Linked DNA regions of Mus musculus: region 2 is linked to region 1. The links are chromatin contacts, called in public HiChIP or PLAC-seq maps. All regions are on one chromosome and are shown on one strand. The core of a region is the stretch at or near the end of the contact, and the rest is flanking DNA. Distances in the headings are between cores, read along the strand shown. Region 1 overlaps Cbl (Casitas B-lineage lymphoma). Region 2 holds the start of Abcg4 (ATP binding cassette subfamily G member 4).

Region 1 (4,690 bases), core at 1,128-3,627:
GCCCAAATTTGTGATTTCCTCTTTATATGCATATGGCTGTCATTTGCAGCTTTGAAGCAGACCCTGCTTCCCTGTGTCAACCTTTAAGGACACCCTACTGCATTTGTGAAATCCCTTAATCTCTTAGCTTTCTGCTTTATCCCGCTGCTGTGACTGTGCTGTGCATGAGGTCTGACCTTTTGCTGCATGCCACTGCCCAGCCCCTCCCCAGGCTGCTCAAATGAACCTTTTGCTTTACGTGAACTCCTTTGTCTGTAGAAATCCCATCCATTCTTTCAAGTCTAGAAAACTTCCTAAGTTACATAAAAAATTATAAAGTGTATGTGTGGTCCGTTACTCTAAATTGATGAGATGGCCTTGATGATGAAAATTCTCTGGCTTTGATTCATTCCCCTAGATTTTTAGAATGATCTAAAAATTCCACATTCTTTCCCAATCTTTGGGGACAGAAAAACTTGGTAGCAGTAGTGTGCTTGTTCAGGGAACTCATGTGTTTAAATAGAAATGGATGCTTAATGTGCTATGTACTCAGGAGTTAAATAATTAATCATAACTGGATAGACTTTTTACATATTTGATTAGATTCTATTAGAACTGTCTCCCATTGAGTGTGATTGGTTTTGTCTCTGTATTTTTATTTTATGTTTAAGTGCATGCCATTCGTAGCCATAAAAGATGCTTCCTTATTTGTCCTTGTGAAAGGAGATTCTGGAGGTTTATAGAATTAGTCTTAAGGTGGAGGCAGTGAAAGTGCACGGCTTTAATCCCAGCACGTGGGAGGCAGAGGCAGGTTGGATCTCCGAGTTTAAGGCCATCCTAAGTTCCAGGACAGCAGGGCTACCCAGAGAAACCCTGTCTTAAAAAACAAAGAAACCAAAAACAAAAAGTAGAAGCTGGTACAGAGAAGCGGTAACTGATACTATGGGCTAATAGGCTTTCAGCTGCAGACAAGTCCTGATCTCTAAGAGACACATAGTTCATGATTCTTGAGTTATTTTATGTTTTCTAGCTACACTGAAAAAAACAAAGGTACTAACCTCCAAAATGTGTGTCAATGGTGGCTTTGATTTTTGAGATAGGGTCGTTCTATGCAGCCCATGATTTCCCCTCCTAGCTTCTTGAATTCTGGGATTACAGGTGTATACTATGTAATCTAGCCTATGCTTTAATTCAAATTGTAATATTGTTTTAAAATTTAAGTGAATTTGTTGCAAAGGAATTAGGAAAAAATAGCTACACAGTGAAGAGGCATGGTCAAAATTACTATAATTAAGTGATTGGAGTGATACCAGCAAGATACTGTGACATGTGTCAAGGGCACCCATTCCTGCTTTTTTTCATGAACTCATAATCCTAGTTGTAAAAAGAAACACGTGAGTCAGATGTGTTGAAGGCATTGTACAAAAAAACTGACTAGTGCTCTGGAGAACAGCTGTCATGAAAAAACAGTTAAAGATCAAGAAACTACCACAGCAGATTAAAAAAAAGAACAGTGGCTTATGGTGTCCAGGGTTGGGTGCTGATTTCTTGGGTTGGTTGGTTCATTGGGGGTACTTGCCCAAAAGCCTGTGCCGTACTGTTGAGTGTTTTAACAAGTCATTTACAGATGGGTAACCTAATTTAGAGATAAAGTACGATGTAGATACAGAGAAAGTGCCACACACTTTGTTTCTGCCCCTGAAGAATTGTCTTCCAAATGGTGGAAGGAAGACAGTTCTCACACAGCAGGTATGATAGAGCCATGAAACATCTAAACAAGATGATACAGTTTGTTCAGAAGGGAAGAATAGATATTAAATTTGGATGAGTGACTTTTCTCTCCCCTACCCGAGGAGGTAGGATCTGAGAACATTGAAGAACAGGCAACATTCCATAATGATAGTCATTGGAAGGAAAAATATGTATCATAGTAGAGCTCTCCAGCTCTTGAATCACATAGATCAGTTCTGACACTTACTAACAAGCTCATGGAAGGACTAGGGCATGGCTCAGTAATAGAGCAATTATTTTTCATGTACAAGCTTCTAGGTTAGTTAGATCTCTAGCATTAAAAGGGAAAAAGCTGACTATGAAGAGATACATGTACTATTGATGTACTGCCACCATGAAAGGCATGGGGCTTAGAAAGTAGAGAGTATTTTGGGAGAGCACTGAGTATTGTTCAGAAAGGTGAATTAGGTTATGATGGTATTTTTTGTTGGTTCATGGCCAGAGTTACACGTGACAGGAATAAAGGATCTGTATTTTAAGATTCATTTGGGAACTGGAGAGATGTCTTAGTGGTTAAGAACACTTGCTGCTCTTGGGTAGGAACTAAATTCAGTTCCCATAATCCTCATGTAGACTACCAGCTATCTGTTACTTCAGTTCCAAGGGATCCTGCTCCTCCTCCTGGCTTACTCTGGCACTGCATGTACATGGCACACACACATGCATACAGGCAAAACATTTATATACATAAAGTAAAAGTAACCAATTCTGCTGGCACCTTAGCTCAGTTGTAGAGGACTTGCCTGGTGCATACATACACACAGTTGATTCAGTGGGAGTACAAAGTGTGAAGCGGCTGTTGGAGATTCGTATAGGCTGCTGCTGCCTTCTCTCCTTGGTTCCTTACTACTGTTACCTTACAGTGGGGGTATCACATAAATTGGACCATGAGTATGGTATTATATATATCTTTTTTGTTTTGCTTTTCAAGACAGGGTTTCTCAGTGTAGCCCTGGCTGTCCTAGTACTCACTCTGTTGACCAGGCTGGCCTGGAACTCAAAAAGATCCATCTGCCTCTGCCTCTCAGTGCTGAGATTAAAGGAGTGCACCACCACGCCCAACTGATATGATATATACTTATGGGGGGGGGTCATTGATATGTTTAGATATATTGATTGAAAATCCCTTTCATATTTTATATTCATATGTATTTCTCTGTGTGTATGGATGGGTTTGGGTATGGTTTTGCTATACAGCTCATACTTGCTGCTTTTGAAGTAGACATCTTCCTATTTTAACAAGTGCTGGGGTATAACAGATGTGTGCCATGACTCCAAGCTCTCTCTTTTAAAAGAACAACTTCAGTAGATAAGAGTTAGCATTTCGTCTGACTTCCTGTTGAGAGACGTTTCATGGTGTGTATTTTTAGTTGGTTAGTGTGCTGAGCAGAGGATGTTGTTACTGAGTTATGATTGTTTTCTCGGTATGTTCTTCTTGGATGACACTAGTGTTGCATGTAAAGGTTTTGGAATTTGACAGCGAAAGAACTACAGTCACCACTTGTGACAGTACCCGTGCATGAAGGACTTCCAGGCACTGGTCACTTCACTTTTAAAGTCCATTACCCTTATTGTTAAGGTAGCTTTATATCTAAATTTATGTTTATAATACTCAAGACTTCCCATATTTTATTAAGGAAAGCTTCTAATTATAAGAGCTTAAAATTTTTACACTTATTTATTTTGTGTTGTGGGGCAATGCTTGTGACAACTGTTGTGGAAGGATTAGAGGACAACTTTTGGAGGTGTTTCCACTGTGTGGCACAGAGCATTATGTTTGGTGTCAAGTGCCTTCATCTGCAGAGTCATTTTTCTGGCTCCAATATCACAGGCTTTTTTCTTGTTTTTTTGTTTGTTTGTTGCTTTTAAAGATAATTTTGTAATTATATTTACATACAGAAAACTTAGCAGTGTATATTTAACCCAGTTTAGTGATGAGTTTTTTAGCCTTTGCCCTTTCCAGCTTGGCAATGGGAGCCACAGACTTAGGACCCAGGATATTGCCTCCTTAGTAGCGGCGGATCTCATCATCTGTCGTTGTAATTAGACCTAATAGCTTTTACTATTGTCTTCCAAGTTAACCTGTATGAGGGCAACAGTAGTGCACATCTTCCTGTGGTCCAGTCACCCAGCCTGGCCTTTCCCTTGATGATTCAGTAAGAGACCCCCACCTTTCAACACAGGGCAGGCAGGAAAACCGCCAGCTCAATGGGCTCTGTGTTGTGGGGAGTTACTATCAGCTGAGCATTCTTCTTCCCCACCAAAGTGGTGACTATATTGACCCCTGCTCAGTCTCTTAGTTGGGGTGTCCCCCTTGCCAGCAGCTTTCTTCTTACCACAGGCACAGTAGCCTTTGCTTCTTCTCCTATTTTGTCTCTGGCTTGTACTTATGAGCAAGCTTAAGCAGCTGGCAGGAGGTACTTTGAGCACCATGTGAGATCTCTTTTGGGGTGAGTGTCCTCCAAGCTCCCTGAACACTGCTACAAGCTCCTTTAGCACCCTTTACCCACGCCCCCATTGGTCCCAAGAAAGCATTTCTTCTAAACAGCAGTTCCTGATTGTCTGACATTATCTGTACCAGCAATCCTTGGTCTCTCAGGCAGTCCTTAGTTAGGTCCTTCTGCAGGAGATGCTTTTGAGGCTGTCTCGCCCCCCCACCCACCCCCCAGCGTTTACACAGAGGTGGCCCTACCGTTCCTGCTACATGTCCACCCTTTTGTTTTTAGGTTTTGACAGCCTAGTAGGAACTGGGGTGCCATTGCCTTGACATTGTTGACCCTACCACAGAGGATTCCCAATATTCTGGACTATGTATGTCTTGGGTTGTCCTGTCTTCCAGGATCTTACCTGTCATTGACTACCAGCCCTCAAAGAGCTATCAGTCCGGAGGCATGACACACAAGGGACAGCCTACATGGTG
Region 2 (4,288 bases), core at 558-3,057, 110 kb before region 1:
ATATGCCAAATGTTATGTCTTCATTAAGTTTGGGATATGTGGGATCCTGAAGTCCATTTGTAAATAGGGTTCTGAGATGACAGGTTAGCAAAATGGGTAAAACCAGAGACTTTGGGTTTCGAACCTATCCTTTGGATTTGCTATGCCTGACCCTTTGGCATAATGCTTAATCTTCTTATTTCTCAGTTTCTTTTCTCCAAAGGAAAGTTAAAAAAAACCCTGCGTCATAGGCAGATCTCTAGAAGTGTGAGGCCATCCTGGTCTACTTACCAAATTCCAGGCCAGCCAAAACTACATAGTAAGATACTGTCTCAACAAAATAAAGCAAAAACCCTGCTTCATGGAGTACTAAGATTATCTGAGAAGAGTGTACAGTTTATAGTAGTTTTTCAGTAAGTACTTATGTTAGACAGGCCTGGTGACATGTTTATAGTCACTGCACCCAAGAGAGGGGGAAGACTGGGCAGTCAAAGCCAGCCTCAGCAACAGCCTGAGTTAGTGAGACCCTAACGCACGCGCGCGCGCTTACATACAAAGCAATCATTGGGGTATTGTCTATCATGAGGTATTGGAGATTAACTTGAAGAATAGAGGGTCCATCTGGAAAATTCGAAGATTGGTCCTGAGGAATGACCATAGGTGAGACAGGGATGAAGGGAAATTGGGAAAGATTGGATCCCAAACCCCCATGAACCTCATAGTCTCAGGGTGGGTGTGGACATGTCCTGCAGGGTCGCTAGTTTCCTGGGCTGCAGAGAGGTTTGGGCGAGGGTTGGGGGCTGGTGTTGGATTATTAGCATCTTCCGCTGCAGTAGCAGTGGAAGCAGTACCCAGAACCTAAGCCTACCTACCTCCTATCTGTCTCTGCATGTGACAGGCGGGAACTAAAAAGCTCAGGTCACGTGACTTACTGACCCCTTAAAGAAATAGAGGATAGGGCAGGCAGGAGCCAAGAGTAATTGAGAAAGGGCCAAAGCAAGTAGGCGGGGTGCGGGGGCGGGGGCGGTGTAAGCGCTCTGAGGACCCAGCCACGCTTGTAGGTGAGAGAGAATGTCCATGTCTATGAAAAGCCGTCCAAGACAGAATCTGAAGAGCTTTGTGTATGTATGGACTGCAGCCTCTTAGATCAGCCTATACTGGCTTGGAGACCTGAATCTGGCTGGTCGAATAGAATAAAGACTTTGATGGCCAAAGCAGGCTGTGACTGGGTCAAGGTTAACCTTGGAGCTGCCTGCAGGCTTTGTCATAACTACTATCCCCTGTCTCTTCATAACTAGTGTCCTCTTGAGCCCTTAGAGAGGGGGGATGTGAAGAGGCGTGAGAGGCTGTCTCAAAGTCTCAAGAATTATACATTCAAGTCCTTTGTACTTTAGGGTTGGGTGGGGCTGCGCTCCAAAGCTGAACTGCAAGAGATAAGCAATGAGGGGTTTGTGTATGCAGATAGACCGACAGCTTCCCAACCCCCCTGGGCACCTACCGCTCAAGGACCTGCCTCTCTGAGTAACATCAAGTCTCCCTCCCTTGGTGACCTCCGGGTTGACCTCAGTCCTAGGTCCAAAAAAGGGCCCCATTCGGGCCCCAACTCTGCAGGCATAGCTTTCACCACCTCCATCCTTGCTACTCGCGGAGTGAGGGGCAGTACGGGCCCTTTAAGAGCAGCAGGACCAGCGAGCAGAAGCTTGGAAGAGAACACTGCCGCCCGACTAGGTCCAGAGGACAGGCGCTGGGGACCAGACTACGAGAACCCGGCGGGTTCATCCAAGTGGGATCGCGGCGGGACCTCAACCATCTCTCCGCAACTGTGTCATCCTTTCTGACCCGAGCCCTGCCTTCCTCTACTGCCCGCCCTGGCCTAGCCCCGCCCCGGCCCGGGCCACCGGGACAGGGAGCCGGGGCGCGGGTGCCGCAGCCAGAGGCAGGTGAAGAGAGCCGGAGTGTCCACCTCCCGCGCCGCAACGCTGAGCATCCGGGTCGAACATCCCGGTTGAGCATCTCTGCTGAGCATCCTTGCGTCGCAGCGGCCGGAGACGCGTCAAGGTGACCAGGCGAGCAGGGGACAAGAGGGTCGGCTTGGAGGGTCTGGGGTCTGTCGCTGTTTGGGGGAACAGTCCGGAGGAGCGGGATGGGGAGGCCGGCCGAGGAGCGGTGCCAGTCCGTGCAGAGAGGGGCTCGGAGCCGAGGCCAGAGCCTCCCCCGGCCCACCCTGTGCCTCCTAGCTTCCCCGACCTCCGAGCGGGTGGTTACCCTCGCCCGGCCCCCAGGGACTGCTTGTCTGTGGGGTAAGGAGATTAAGGCCGCGGCGGGGAGGGAGGAGCGGGCACAGCTTCGATGGGCCAGGCGAGCAAGGCCAGGCTGAGACTGCCAAGGAACGAGGCGAGGTCGCAACTGAGTGTCACTGCACCACCGGGTGTGTGCTGCCCGAGTGCATAAGACCCGGCGGGAAAAGGGGTGCGGACAGTTGGGGGATCTGCCCGGAGAAGGAGGCTGGGGTGGGAGGAGTGGAGGCGGGGCAGCATCGGAAAGCTATGGCGCCTTGAGCAAGGGCTGGAGGGTCTGCCCGGAGCTAAGCAGGCCCTCTCCTGCAGGCCGGCTGCGTGATGGCGGAGAAGGCATTGGAGGCCGTGGGCTGTGGACTGGGCCCTGGGGCTGTGGCCATGGCTGTGACACTGGAGGACGGGGCAGAGCCCCCTGTGCTGACCACGCACCTAAAGAAGGTGGAGAACCATATCACAGAAGCACAGCGCTTCTCTCACCTGCCCAAGCGCTCTGCTGTGGACATCGAGTTCGTGGAACTGTCCTATTCCGTGCGGGAGGGGCCCTGCTGGCGCAAACGGGGTAGGTGGCAGCCCCATGGGACTCTCCCTGAGTTGCCTTTCCAGGAGCATAAGTCCTGGGGATACCCTACTCTGCGAGCTTTGTGGGCCCTAACCCTCACTGCACAACTGCAGTTGAGGTACAAGATCCCTGCTCCCCACATCTGCCAGCACTATGGGAGTTCAAACAGCTATTGAAGCTTTTTCTTCTAAATAGACCCTATGACCTCTCAATCTCTCAGTCTCTCTCAGTCTTCTCTCTCTCAGTCTCTTCTCTCTCTTAGTCTTCTCTTTCTCAGTCTTCTCTCTCTCTCAGTCCTCTCTCTCTCTCAGTCCTCTCTCTCTCTCTCTCTCTCTCTCTCTCTCTCTCTCTCTCTCTCTCTCTCTCTCTCTCCCTGCCTGTGAAGGTCGGTTTGGGGAAGGGGACCACTCTATCTGTGGAGGCTGTTTTCAAGGTCCAACAGTATCCTTACACCTATTTTTAAAGATGTTCTCATTCCAGCCATCTTACTCCATTCTCGAATTGCCACAGTCCCTGGAATCGGGAGGGGTGGGGATCAGACAGAAGGGATGTCATGTTCGTGTTACCAATGAGGAAACTGGGACTTGGGGAAGTTGAATAACCTGACCAATGTCCCCCTGCTAGTAAGAGGCAGAGCAGAGCCCAAAGCCTAGAAACACTGGAGTTCCCCCATCCTCCTCTCTCCTCCCCATCAGGACAGGTTTCCTAGAGCCCCCCACAAGTGCCTAATCCAATAGCTGGGCTGGGAGCCTAGAGGTTGGGCTGGGTTTGCTTCCCAGAGCTGGGTGTGGGCTAGGGGTGGGGCTGAGACGATGTCCTCTCTGGCTTAAGAAATAGCTTTGGGGTGCTTCAGAACAGGGCTCAGCATCAGCTGTCTCTACATGTTTGCTCATTTCCATAGGCGACCAAAGGGCACTGTGTGTGTGTGTGTGTGTGTGTGTGTGTGTGTATGAGAGAGAGAGAGAGAGAGAGAGAGAGAGAGAGAGAGAGAGAGAGAGAGAGAGAGAGAGAGAGAGAGAGAGAGAGCTAGTGGACTAGGCATCTGGGCTCCTAAACCTGAGCTGTCTCTTTCAGAGCAGCTCTGGACTGAATGATGAGGTTCTTGTTATTTCCTTGGCCTTCGGAACTTTGTGCTAAGAAGAATGTGGCTAGATTAGGCATTAGGCACATCTCCTTATCAGGGTGGTGGGTGCTCTGGTGAGGGACTCCTCCCTTTAACCTTGCCAGCCTCATCTACCCTCTTATTCACTTTGCCATCTTCTAGCCCTGGCCTTTTTCTGCCCTCTGTTCTCTGCCCTCTGCCCTCTACCCTCTGCCCTCTGTCCTCTGCTTTCTGCCCTCCTTTGCCTGGCTTTTCTGTTCTTTGGCTCCATCTCCCCTCTGGAGAGGACACAACAAAATCAAGGGTGGCAGAGAGGGAAAGTGTAAGGGAGCTAGGGAAACCTCCGCCTTC

What was found. HiChIP or PLAC-seq counts read pairs in DNA pulled down with a chosen protein or histone mark.
Region 2: an H3K4me3 HiChIP or PLAC-seq map of bone marrow-derived macrophages shows a contact between it and region 1, with 3 times the contacts expected there. The contact joins the promoter of Abcg4 here to the enhancer-like site in region 1. A contact is called at or near these places in 8 of 39 promoter capture datasets (3T3-L1-derived adipocytes, the C10 cell line, the HPC-7 cell line and 3 more), 9 of 484 Hi-C or Micro-C datasets (B cells, bone marrow-derived macrophages, double positive thymocytes and 6 more), 2 of 115 datasets of contacts at active chromatin or transcription factors (bone marrow-derived macrophages and large pre-B cells) and 3 of 9 other capture datasets (adipose tissue, liver and pancreatic islet).

The regions. Positions count from the first base shown.
Region 1 is chr9:44,180,163-44,184,852 of GRCm38.p6, reverse strand. The region is part of intron 2 of Cbl (Casitas B-lineage lymphoma); the gene reads left to right. Among named protein-coding and RNA genes, the nearest start is that of Mcam, 48 kb to the right of the region's middle. Within about 2 kb of position 2,377, at least 28 of the 459 cell types and tissues checked have an H3K27ac peak or open chromatin away from gene starts, as enhancers often do. A contact at or near this core is called in B cells, bone marrow-derived macrophages and double positive thymocytes, where this site is marked.
Region 2 is chr9:44,285,763-44,290,050 of GRCm38.p6, reverse strand. Abcg4 (ATP binding cassette subfamily G member 4) reads left to right here and starts at 1,807. Exons shown (of 15, transcript NM_138955.3): 1 at 1,807-2,037; 2 at 2,586-2,835. The coding sequence starts at 2,598.